Regions from separate parts of the Ovis aries genome. Here region 1 is linked to region 2. The links are chromatin contacts, called in public Hi-C maps. All regions are on one chromosome and are shown on one strand. Each heading gives the region's core, a stretch centred on a gene start, on an enhancer-like site or on the middle of the called end of the contact. The rest is flanking DNA. Distances are from core to core; before and after follow the strand shown. Region 1 has its middle 26 kb from the start of TRIM62. Region 2 overlaps PHC2 (polyhomeotic homolog 2).

Region 1 (5,161 bases), core at 1,820-4,319, 140 kb after region 2:
TGTGCTCCTATTGCTGAATTCTTCTGCTCCATCCCTCGCACTGTGTGAGATGACCTATCTACCTAGGAAGAGGCTGGTGGAGAAGGCAGTGGCAACCCACTCCGTCACTCTTGCCTGGAGAATCCCATGGACGGAGGAGCCTGGTGGGCTGCAGTCCATGGGGTCGCAAAGAGTCGGACTCGACGGAGCGACTTCACTTTCACTTTTCACTTTCACGCATTGGAGAAGGAAATGGCAACCCACTCCAGTGTTCTTGCCTGGAGAATCCCAGGGACGGAGGAGCCTTGTGGGCTGCAGTCCATGGGGTCGCACAGAGTCGGACACGACTGAGGCGACTTAGCAGCAGCAGCAGGAAGAGGCTGGACACCCCTCAAGTGTAAGAACCACATCTTATCCTCTCTGAACCCCTAGCTTAGTAAAATAAGTGAATCAGCTTTGGAGTCAGACACCTGGATTCCACAAAGCTCTGACATTTACAGTGGTAGCTGTGTGGCCTTGGACAAGTCACTTAACCTCTCTGAGATTTTCCTCATCCGTAAACTAATGATTAAAAATATGTAATTGGGTAGGTTATGAGGATTAAATAAGATCTTGAAGAGAAATGCCTGGTACAGTTCAGGTACTCTATGGTTTGATAAATGAGGACATAGAGGCTGTAGCATGCACCCTGGGTTTGATCTTCGAGAAACAAGTGGGGAGATGTGAAGCTGAGTAGAGCTTAGCAGGTGGGGAGGGAAACCAGCTTGGGGCAGTGGGCAGGGATGCCTGACACTCACTGTGCAGTTTTCTTGATCAGCCCCACCCCAAACCTGGCCTCAGACCAAACTTGCCTGGTGGGGACCCTTCTGAGGGTCCCCACCCTCACCAAGACAGGCCCTGTCCTGTACCCCACTCCTCTGCCTGCGGCTGGGGCTTGCTAAAGCCACATACATTCCTGAGGTGTCGATAATATTCTGGAAGCCACGCCTACCACCCACTGCCTACCTCAGGCTGGATAGGAAAGGAGCACACGCTGCCCCCCTCCATACAGCAGGGGCTGCTGGCCAGGACACGTGCACACACCCTGGCCCCTTCTTCCCAGAATCACAGACAGCACAGCTTTAAGGAACCTGAAAGAGTCCCCAGCACCCTCCTTCACAGATGCCCGTGGCCCTGCCAATCTGTGAAAGGCCCCACCACATTCCCCCAGTTAGCACCAACCAGCTTTGTCCTCCCCCATGAAGCCCACAAATTTTAAAAACATGCTCAGAACCCTTTGACATCAGGGAAACCATGCCTAGGGTGACCTAATGATGGACGAATGTACTGATCACTGTTTGGGTATCTTTACATTGACGATGGCTCCCAGGACTCTGGGTGCCCGGGACCCAGGTGGAAACCCACTCATCTTCATGGGTGCAGCACGCAGTCCAACCAGGACTGAGGAAGGTGGTGCAGAGAGAAGATGGGAGCTCTTAGCCTCTAGGGTCAAACAGAGGACAGTGCCCTGACTCCCTGACTCTGCACTTGTGACCCAGGGGCAAATGGTTTAACCTCTCTGAGCTCCTGTGACCTCCTCTGTAAAACAGGGCTTGACAACAAGGCAAGCAAGGATTAAGTCAAGTAACATTTGTAAAGAAGTTAGCAGGAGGCTGGACATACAGTAAGCAATCTATAAAGTGAAGATCATCGTTAATAGAAACAAAGAATAAAAGTCTATGATTCCTGTCTCAGATTGGGACCAGGTTGGAGATTGAACAAACCCCCCTTCCCAACCCTGCCAGCATTGTAGAGTCCCAGGACCTCATTACCTCTTACCTGCCCACCTCTCCTCCCCCAGAAACCCACAGCTTAGGGTCCTGGGCCCAGCCCTGTCCTCCAACTCCTGCCCTCTCTGCCTGATGACTCATCCCAGCTCCAGGCCATAGTTGTTCCCATCAGAAACCCACTTTTCCGGTTTCCCCTCCTGAGTCGGGGACCCCTTGGGCCCTGCCTTGCTCCTAGCTTAAGGGAGTGGTAGGGGATGCTGAGTCAAATACAGGTCTCTCTCTTGTCCCCCTCCCCTGACCTGGGACCTCGAGGGAGCTGGGGGAGCCAGGTGAGGGGAGAGATGGGAGCGAAAGCAGGGAAGGAGATGATCCCCTCCCTTGGCCTGAATTATATCTAGAGCAGCTCTGATTCCTGGGCAGGGATGGACCCAGGTTTTGCAGGCCTAGGGGGAGTGGGGAGGTAAGACAGGGAGGAGGGGAAAGGTCAGGCTAGAGCTAGGATTTCCCACTGCTGGGGATTGGCAGGGGCGGGGGCGGTGGGGTGGGGGCTGGTCCTGGAAGTCCCTCTAGCAAGTCAAACTCGGCAAAGTGCAAGCAGAACTCCTCTCCTCTGTGAGCAATCTGCACCTCCCCCAGCGGGCCCTGCAGTCCCTCAGGTAGAGCTCACCACTCATCCACCCTTCCTCTGCCCAGCGCATCTCATCGGTTGCCAGTGCTGGCCTTTTTTGCCTCTCTCTCACTGGTCTCTCCCACCCACGTCTTCCCCACTGCCTGGTGTGGACCTGTATTACCTCTTCCCCTCCTCCCTGGTCTCCCCTCCTGCAATCTCCCTCCACACAGCCAGTTCACCAGGGATCTTCCTTACATCGAACCAATCAAACATGGGGCAGGCTTGGGAAGGAGCAAACACAGCCATGATGGCAGGAGCCAGAGCTTCCCTCTGTTCAGTCGGTTGAATTATGGGGCTGGGGGGTGGGGTGGGGGGGCAGGGGGGAGGGAGCTGGGTGGCCTGGGCTGTACTCTCTGAGCACATGCACCTGCCAGACTACAGCGTCCCTCTATTCATGGTTCCTTCATCACACGCTGGGAAGGGTATCATTGGACCCATTTTACAGATGAGAAAACTGAGAGGTAAGGAGGTCATAAAAGTTGTGCCCAACCTACAGCTGGGAGGTGACAGAGTTGGAGTTTGACTTCAGTCTAATTTTAGAAATGGATTCTCTTCAATGTTCACAGCTGTCTCCAGAGACTAAGGAGAAGAATCTGTGTTGGGGGCCCCTGAAGTGTCAGTGGACCAAGTGGTTTCCTGAAAAGCTCTCTGAAAGGGTCTTTGTGCCTGTGTGTGCGCGCGCGCGTGCGCCCTACTCCAGGCAGGCCTGAGTGTGTCCTGCCTGAAAATGAATCTTGCCCACTGCTGCCCTCCGCTGACCAGAGGCAGAATTGCTTCAGTCTCTTGGGAATCTGACTGCAGGGGACCATGTTGCCCAACCCTAAGGACCCTGAAAAACCAGGTGGTCTGAGGTTAAATCTCTAATATATAAAGAGCTCTTAAAAAGCAATAAGAAACAAACAGACCCAACAGAAAAATAGATAAAGGACATAAACAGACCATTTGACAATAGAAAATATCCAAATAGCTAATAAGCAGATGATCAACCTCACTAACAAACCAAAGAAATGAAAATAAAAACAATATCCAACCTAGACAACCTAGACAGCATATTGCAAAGCAGAGATAGTACTTTGCTGACAAAGGTCTGTCGAGTCAAAGCTATGGTTTTTCCAGTAGTCATGTATGGATATGAGAGTTGGACCATAAAGAAGGTTGAGCACCAATGAATTGATGTTTCTGAATTGTGGTGTTGAAGAAGACTTTGAGAGTCCCTTGGACTGCAAGGCGATCCAACCAGTCCATCCTAAAGGAAATCAGTCCTGAATATTCATTGGAAGGACTGATGCTGAAGCTGAAACTCCAATACTTTGGCCACCTGATTCGAAGAACCGACTCATTGGAAAAGACCCTGATGCTAGGAAAGATTGAAGGCAGGAGGAGAAAAGGATGGCAGAGAATGAGATGGTTGGATGGCATCACCAACTCGATGGACATGAGTTAGAGCAAGCTCTAGGAGTTGGTGATGGACAGGGAAGCCTGGTGTGCTGCCATCCATGGGGTCCCAAAAGAGTCAGACATGACTGAGAGATTGAGCTGAACTGAACTGAAGGACCCTGAAGAACCAGGCGGTCTGAGGTTCAGTTCAGTTCAGTCTCTCAGTCGTGTCCGACTCTCTGTGACCCCACGAATCGCAGCATGCCAGGCCTCTCTGTTCATCACCATCTCCCGGAGTTCACTCAGACTCACGTCCATCAAGTCCGTGATGCCATCCAGCCATCTCATCCTTGGTCGTCCCCTTCTCCTCCTGCCCCCAATCCCTCCCAGCATCAGAGTCTTTTCCAATGAGTCAACTCGTCGCATGAGGTGGCCAAAGTACTGGAGTTTCAGCTTTAGCATCATTCCTTCCAAAGGAATCCCAGGGTTGATCTCCTTCAGAACAGACTGGTTGGATCTCCTTGCAGTCCAAGGGACTCTCAAGAGTCTTCTCCAACACCACAGTTCAAAAGCATCAATTCTTCGGTGCTCAGCCTTCTTCACAGTCCAACTCTCACATCCATACATGACTACAGGAAAAACCATAGCCTTGACTAGACGGACCTTAGTCGGCAAAGTAATGTCTCTGCTTTTGAATATACTATCTAGGTTGGTCATAACTTTTCTTCCAAGGAGTAAGCATCTTTTCATTTCATGGCTGCAATCACCATCTGCAGTGATTTTGGAGCCCCCAAAAATAAAGTCTGACACTGTTTCCACTGTTTCCCCATCTATTTCCCATGAAGTGATGGGACCGGATGCCATGATCTTCGTTTTCTGAATGTTGAGCTTTAAGCCAACGTTTTAACTCTTCTCTTTCACTTTCATCAAGAGGCTTTGTCGTTCCTCTTCACTTTCTGCCATAAGGGTGGTGTCATCTGCATATCTGAGGTGATTGATATTTCTCCCGGCAATCTTGATTCCAGCTTGTGTTTCTTCCAGTCCAGCGTTTCTCATGATGTACTCTGCATATAAGTTAAATAAGCAGGGTGACAATATACAGCCTTGACACACTCCTTTTCCTATTTGGAACCAGTCTGTTGTTCCATGTCCACTTCTAACTATTGCTTCCTGAGCTGCATACAGGTTTCTCAAGAGGCAGGTTAGGTGGTCTGGTATTCCCATCTTTTTCAGAATTTTCCACAGTTTATTGTGATCCACACAGTCAAAGGCTTTGGCATAGTCAATAAAGCAGAAATAGATGTTTTTCTGGAACTCTCTTGCTTTTTTGATGATCCAGCGGATGTTGGCAATTTGATCTCTGGTT
Region 2 (5,766 bases), core at 2,509-5,008:
CAGGCTGGATGTTCCAGACAGTCTGTGCCCAGCTCACCATGTGGGAGCCTGTGAGCAGGGTATAACAGAGGGGGGCGGGGTGAGGGGCTGAAGAAAGTTGGAAACATGGGTGATGGTCTAGCTGACAGCTGGAGTGCTTCTGTGTAAATGCTCGGCCTCGTGTAAGCCTTTCGGCAATCCTGCAGGCAGTCCCCACTGTATAAAAGAGGAAGCCGAGGCACTTGCTTGAGGCCCCGTAGATGGGCCAGAGTAAGGACATGACTCCTCATCAGTGCCCTGCAGTGCATCCCATGGTGGGTGAGGGCCAAGGGACTGGCTGGAGGAGATCTGGGCCTCAGTGACAAGGATTCTTCTTTCCCAGGCAAGCCTGGTGGCCAACCGACAAGGGAGCACTTCAGGCAGCAGTGTGTCCGCACAGGCCCCTGGCCAGTCATCCTCGGTGAGTAGGGTGGGGAGCAGTAGGCCAAGCCCACGGTTCCAAGACCACTTCCTTCCTCTTTGCCCAAAATGCTCATGAGCCTCCTGATGCAACGGTGGTGAATCCTCAGTCATGTAGAATCATGGCTGGAATCCATTACTCTTGCCAGAAAAAAAATGTGTGCCACTTTCTAATTTCGGTTAGTAACTCCCTGTCATCTTTACACTGTCAGGGCTCCCAGTTCATGGCTCAGCCCCCTTCCAACAGCACTGCACACAGGCCAGAGACGCAGCAGGGCTGAGGGGAGATCCAGGACCCAGGGATCAGAGCTGGTCCTAAAGAAGGCTGAGTCCACCAAGGAACAGGGGAGGTGGAGAGAAAGAAGTGGATGAGGGGTGCAGAGTTAAGCCACAGAAGCACCCGTTTCCTACTGCACGTGTCTCTCTCCCCAGATCAACCTGGCAGCCTCCCCAGCAGCAGCCCAGCTCATCAACCGGGCACAGAGTGTCAACTCGGCCGCAGCCTCGGGCATCACCCAGCAGGCTGTGCTTCTGGGCAACACGTCTTCTCCAGCCCTGACTGCAAGTCAAGCACAGATGTATCTCCGGGCACAGATGGTGAGTCCCCAGCCTGGGCCATGGCTCAGGTAAGCCAGGAGGACAGAGGCAGAGAAGTTGGGAGCTGGGCGATTAAAGAAGGGTGGCAATTAGAGAAAGGTGGGAAAGAAGCACCAGGTGGACAGTTGGTAGGAAAGCAGGGATGACATAAAGAAGGCGGCCTGGAAGGCTGACGGGAGCTTTGATATTGGCTCCATGACTCAAAGAAAGGTAGGGTTCCAGGCCAAAATTAAGTTACCCATGATGCCTCCTTTCCTTTCCCTCGGAGAATGAAACAGAATTATCCTCCTCTTACCAGAAACCACTCCCTAAAATTAGTTACAGTAGGGGACCCACGGGTCTGTGCCCAGGTGGTCTGTCCCCTCAGACACGTGAGACAAGCAACTGCACAAACATCCGAGTACCCTGCGGAAGTGGGGTCTCAGTCCGCTGGGGCTGTCCTGCAGGGATTGGCCACTAGTTCAAGGCCAAGAGTGCATTCCAGCCCAGGTGGTGAAGGCGGCCGCCAGCTCCAGAAACTCTGTTGCCGCCACTGCATTCCCAGCCGGGCCTCCATTCCCATCAGGGCCACCCAGTCAAGCATCCATCAGGTGGGCTTGCTTGGGCCGAATGCACTCAGGACGGTATCAGCCCTCCACACACATACCTAGAGTCCCGCCTTGACACCTGTCCCTAAGAGGTACAGAGGCCATAAGAAGCTGAGGGGTTCCTAAAATAAGCAGACTTTCCCAGGAAAGCAGCAGGATTTGTTCACCCAAGGAAGCAGGCAGGTCTAGGTCTAGGTCTAGATTGGGCTCAGCCCACTCTGAGTCTGGTCTCCCAACCCTGCTCTGAATTGTTCTCTCTCCAGCTCCTTGACATGCCATCCTAAAGGCTGTACGGCCCCAGCCCTCGTTTAGTTTTTGTGGCCAGAGCTTGACACTGGGAGCTTTTCTAGTTCTGCTCCAGTTCTTGACTCTGAACTCACTGAGGTGCAGCTCCTTTCCTGGGGAATAGCCTCAGACACCCATGGGGACCAGACTTCCACTTCTCCAGGGAGCTAGACAGCCCATGTGACACCACCCACACCTGCTCTGTCTTCAGTTTACCCCACCCCTTCTCTGGCTCAATTGCACCCGCTGGAGCCCTAGAGCCTGGCCACCTCCCTCCCCAAAGTGGGGTGCCCTCGCTCAGAGGAGCAGATGTGCCGTCATATACATGTCCAGAGCTGGACTCGCAAGGGTGGGAGTGTCGCACAGAGACCCTCAGTCCCTACGCGCCGTGCAAGGAGATATAGACACGAGTACAGCTTGGTTTCTCTTGGTTCCTTTAGCACTGTTGTCTCTGCTCATGCATGTACACACACACACACACACACACACACACACACACACACACACACACACACACACACACACACAGCCTAATCTAAATTTGACTAAAAAGTGGCCAAAAGAATCTAATCTGATCCTTTCTGGCAGAAAGTCCTGTTCTGACCCACACCTAGAGTCCAGAGCAGGTTAGATTTTTTTTTTTGATTTTTATCTTGTATTGGGGTATAGCTGATTAACAGACAATGTTGTGATGGTTTCAGGTGAACAGCGAAGGGACTCAGTCATACATACACGCGTATCCATTCTCCCCCAAACTCCCCTCCCATCCAGGCTGCCACATAACTTGCAGGTGAGATTTAGAACATGGTTCCAGGGCATCTGTCTCAGCCCAGGGGCCCTGCTCCCCAGGATGCTGCAGAGAGGGACTTGAGGGTGTCTGGCCATCATTATTGGTCCCTTCTCTGGGGTGAGCTCTTAGCAGAGGCTTCTGAAGTACACCTGACTTGGTGCAACCCCAGGACAGCACCCTAGCTCTGGCCCTTCCCTGCCTGGCCTGGATCAGGACTTGAGGGGGCTCTTGAGATTTTCAGGAGGCACCCCTGGACTCTCTCCCTCTCCCACCTCCCCCACGTCCTCCCCCCAACCCCGTCTGCTCCCTGGCTGAGCTGTCGTGTCCTGTGGCTGAGCCCACATTGGGCAGGTAAAAGGCACCTCGTTTCCTGTGATTCCAGGCCCAGCCAGGTAACCTGGTGCAGGTAGCTAGGAGCCTAGGCGGCACTGTTCCTTTGTCCCCTCAGCTCATCTTCACGCCCACGGCCACCGTCGCTACCGTGCAGCCTGAGCTCGGCACTGGCTCCCCCGCCCGGCCCCCCACCCCTGCCCAGGTGAGGATTCCATGCTTGTGGGCGGGCAGGGGGGTGGGGACCCCTGCCATGGGGGCAATGATGCTGGGTCTGGGCCTGAGCCCTGGAAGAGCTTTGAACGTCTCGGGGTGCTCCAGGAAAGCAGGTGGGAGACGGCGTCCCATTACCCCTAGACTCACTCCTTGACTCCTCGCTGAGAAGGCCTCGGCCACTCCGGACCCTGCTTCGGGCCCTGACCACAGGGCAGGAGCAAGTGTGATTGCCAGAACCGGTGGCCCTCACTACCTTATACCCTCCCCAGGATGAGCTCTGATGTCATTGCTTTTTAAGAGGAAAATTCCACTCTGATTACACATGTTAGCAGCTCTAGGAATCAGGAAAAACGGCATGGAAGAGGGAGCAAGGATGAGTCCTAGGTCCCTTCTTTCTGCTGGGAGCACACAGACACAGCTGTGGCTGTAAAGATTCTGTGGGTGGTGGGGAGGAACCAGCCCCATCTAAGGGATAGGGGTCAGACGCGAGTCTGGCACAGCCTCCGTGTGTCCAGCAGAGGGTGCCAGGGACCAAGTTGAGTCAGCCTGGCCGTGCTGATGTGTAAACCCTATCCTCAGGACAGGATAATCCTTCACCTGGGAGACCTTGCTGGTCGATTCACTTTCACTTTTGCCCTGGCCTTTCCCAGTGTGGGAAGCCCCATGCCCTGCCATGATTCTTTCTAAGTGGTACGCAGCCCATCCTGATAGATTGGGGGAGGAGGGGAGGTAACAGAAGGGAGAAGCAGCCCCAGCCTCCCTTCCCCAGTCTGCCCCAGCCAAGGCAGACATCCCTGCTCAGAATTTGGTTTCTTCTGCAGATGAATCCAATGACCAGCACACTGTCTGTCCCCTTTAGAAACTCTGCTCCTGGTTTCTCCTTCAGCCCCTTGTCTCTTGTCTCTCTCTTTCTTTCCGATCTAACAGCTCACTCTCACGTTCAGCATTCCTGGATCCGTCCCTAACTCCTTCCCTGTCTGAACTATGTGTCGGCATTGCTCATACCCACATTCTCTGGACTCCTACAGACCCCTCTTTTCCAGGTACAGAACTTGACCCTCCGATCACAGCAGACACCAGCTGCAGCAGCCTCGGGCCCTACCCCCACCCAGCCTGTCCTGAGCAGCTTGGCCCTGAAGCCCACGCCAAGTGGTAGCCAGCCTCTGCCTACCCCATCACAGGGCAGAAACACTGCTCAGGGTTCCCCTGCAGGTGCCAAGTCTGGCACAACCGACAGTGTGACAGAGCCACTCAAGAGAGGAGACAGCAACGGCAGTGTGCCCGGGAGCTTGGAGGGCCGGGCTGGGCTCAGCCGGATGGTGCCCGCCGTGGCTACCCACCCGCTCATTGCACCAGGTAAGCACTCCAGGAGGAAGGATCCTATCCCTGAAAACTCAGAAGGACGATGGGTCAGGGGGAAATTTTCACACTCTCCTATTTCCCATGGGCAAGATAAGGTGTCAGCCGTGGATCTCTCTTTCCCCTTTTCTACAGTCTTGAGATGTTCTCCAGCTCCAGAGTCTATTTCATGCTTCTCGTCCAGCTTTAAAGAAGGAAGCCATGTTAGTGGAAACAAATGGGACCTTCTTTTTCTTTTTTTTAAGAGGAGAACCTTGTTCATATAAATGGTCCATCATTTAATTTTCTTTTATTTGGCCACACCATGTGTCATGCCGGATCTTAGTTCCCCATCCAGGGATCGAACCTGTGCCCCATGTAGTGGGAGCACAGAGTTTTAACCACTGGACCACCAGGGCAATCCCAAATAAGACCTTCTTCACAATGGGTACCATGATTCTCAGGGTACCAAATCATAGCTCTTCACCTAGGCAGTGGAGGTTTGGCAGTTACACTATTTTGTAATTCTCTAAGAGTCAGCAAAAAAAAGGACAGGGGCTAGCCAGAGGCATGTAAGAACCACACAGGGAGATGAGGAAGTGAGAAGTTTATTTTCTCGTCACTCAACAGACATTTGTTGACTAATATGCATCGGTTATGTTGCCAGTTCCGGGGGTGCCGAGATAAATAAGACATGGGCCCTGCCTCCCAGGTGGGCAGGGTCTGGAGAGACAGATGAGTACAGCCTGTCATAGATGTTAGCTCTGAGCCCTGGAGGATCACAGAGGCACCATCTAGCCTGAGGGAGAGGAGCCAAGAAAGGTTTGCCAGTAAGAGTGGTACTCAAGAATAAATCTTGCAGATTAAAAAAGTAATAATCTAGCAGATTATTTATGAGGCAAATTATATGAACAGGATGAATCAGTATTCCCTAGGGCTAGATTCTCCCTGCTGCTAAAATTCTCCCAGCGCTGCCTACTGAAGGCAATCCTTGATGAGGAAATCTGCCAGCAGCCCTGGAGGCCAGACTAATCAGTCTCGGGAAGACCAGGCTCTCATAGCACAGAAATGTAGTGATGGACCATGTGACCTTGCATTACAGATAGAGTCACCCTGGTCACATCCCTGAAATAACGACTCCCACTCTGTCCTCACCCAGACCATTTTACCGTCCAGTCTAACCTG

Evidence for each region. A called contact is a pair of places that touch in the nucleus more often than the background predicts.
Region 1: a contact with region 2 is called in a Hi-C map of hypothalamus, with 3 times the contacts expected there. The contact joins two enhancer-like sites. A contact is called at or near these places in 6 of 16 Hi-C or Micro-C datasets (hypothalamus, liver, mixed tissues and 3 more).

The regions. Positions count from the first base shown.
Region 1 is chr2:234,456,317-234,461,477 of ARS-UI_Ramb_v3.0, forward strand. No RefSeq gene overlaps it. Among named protein-coding and RNA genes, the nearest start is that of TRIM62, 26 kb to the right of the region's middle. Within about 2 kb of position 3,070, at least 2 of the 54 cell types and tissues checked have an H3K27ac peak or open chromatin away from gene starts, as enhancers often do. A contact at or near this core is called in hypothalamus, where this site is marked.
Region 2 is chr2:234,314,098-234,319,863 of ARS-UI_Ramb_v3.0, forward strand. PHC2 (polyhomeotic homolog 2) reads left to right here. Exons shown (of 14, transcript XM_060411367.1): 4 at 362-439; 5 at 871-1,035; 6 at 4,287-4,599. Among named protein-coding and RNA genes, the nearest start is that of A3GALT2, 44 kb to the right of the region's middle. Within about 2 kb of position 3,759, at least 12 of the 54 cell types and tissues checked have an H3K27ac peak or open chromatin away from gene starts, as enhancers often do. A contact at or near this core is called in hypothalamus, where this site is marked.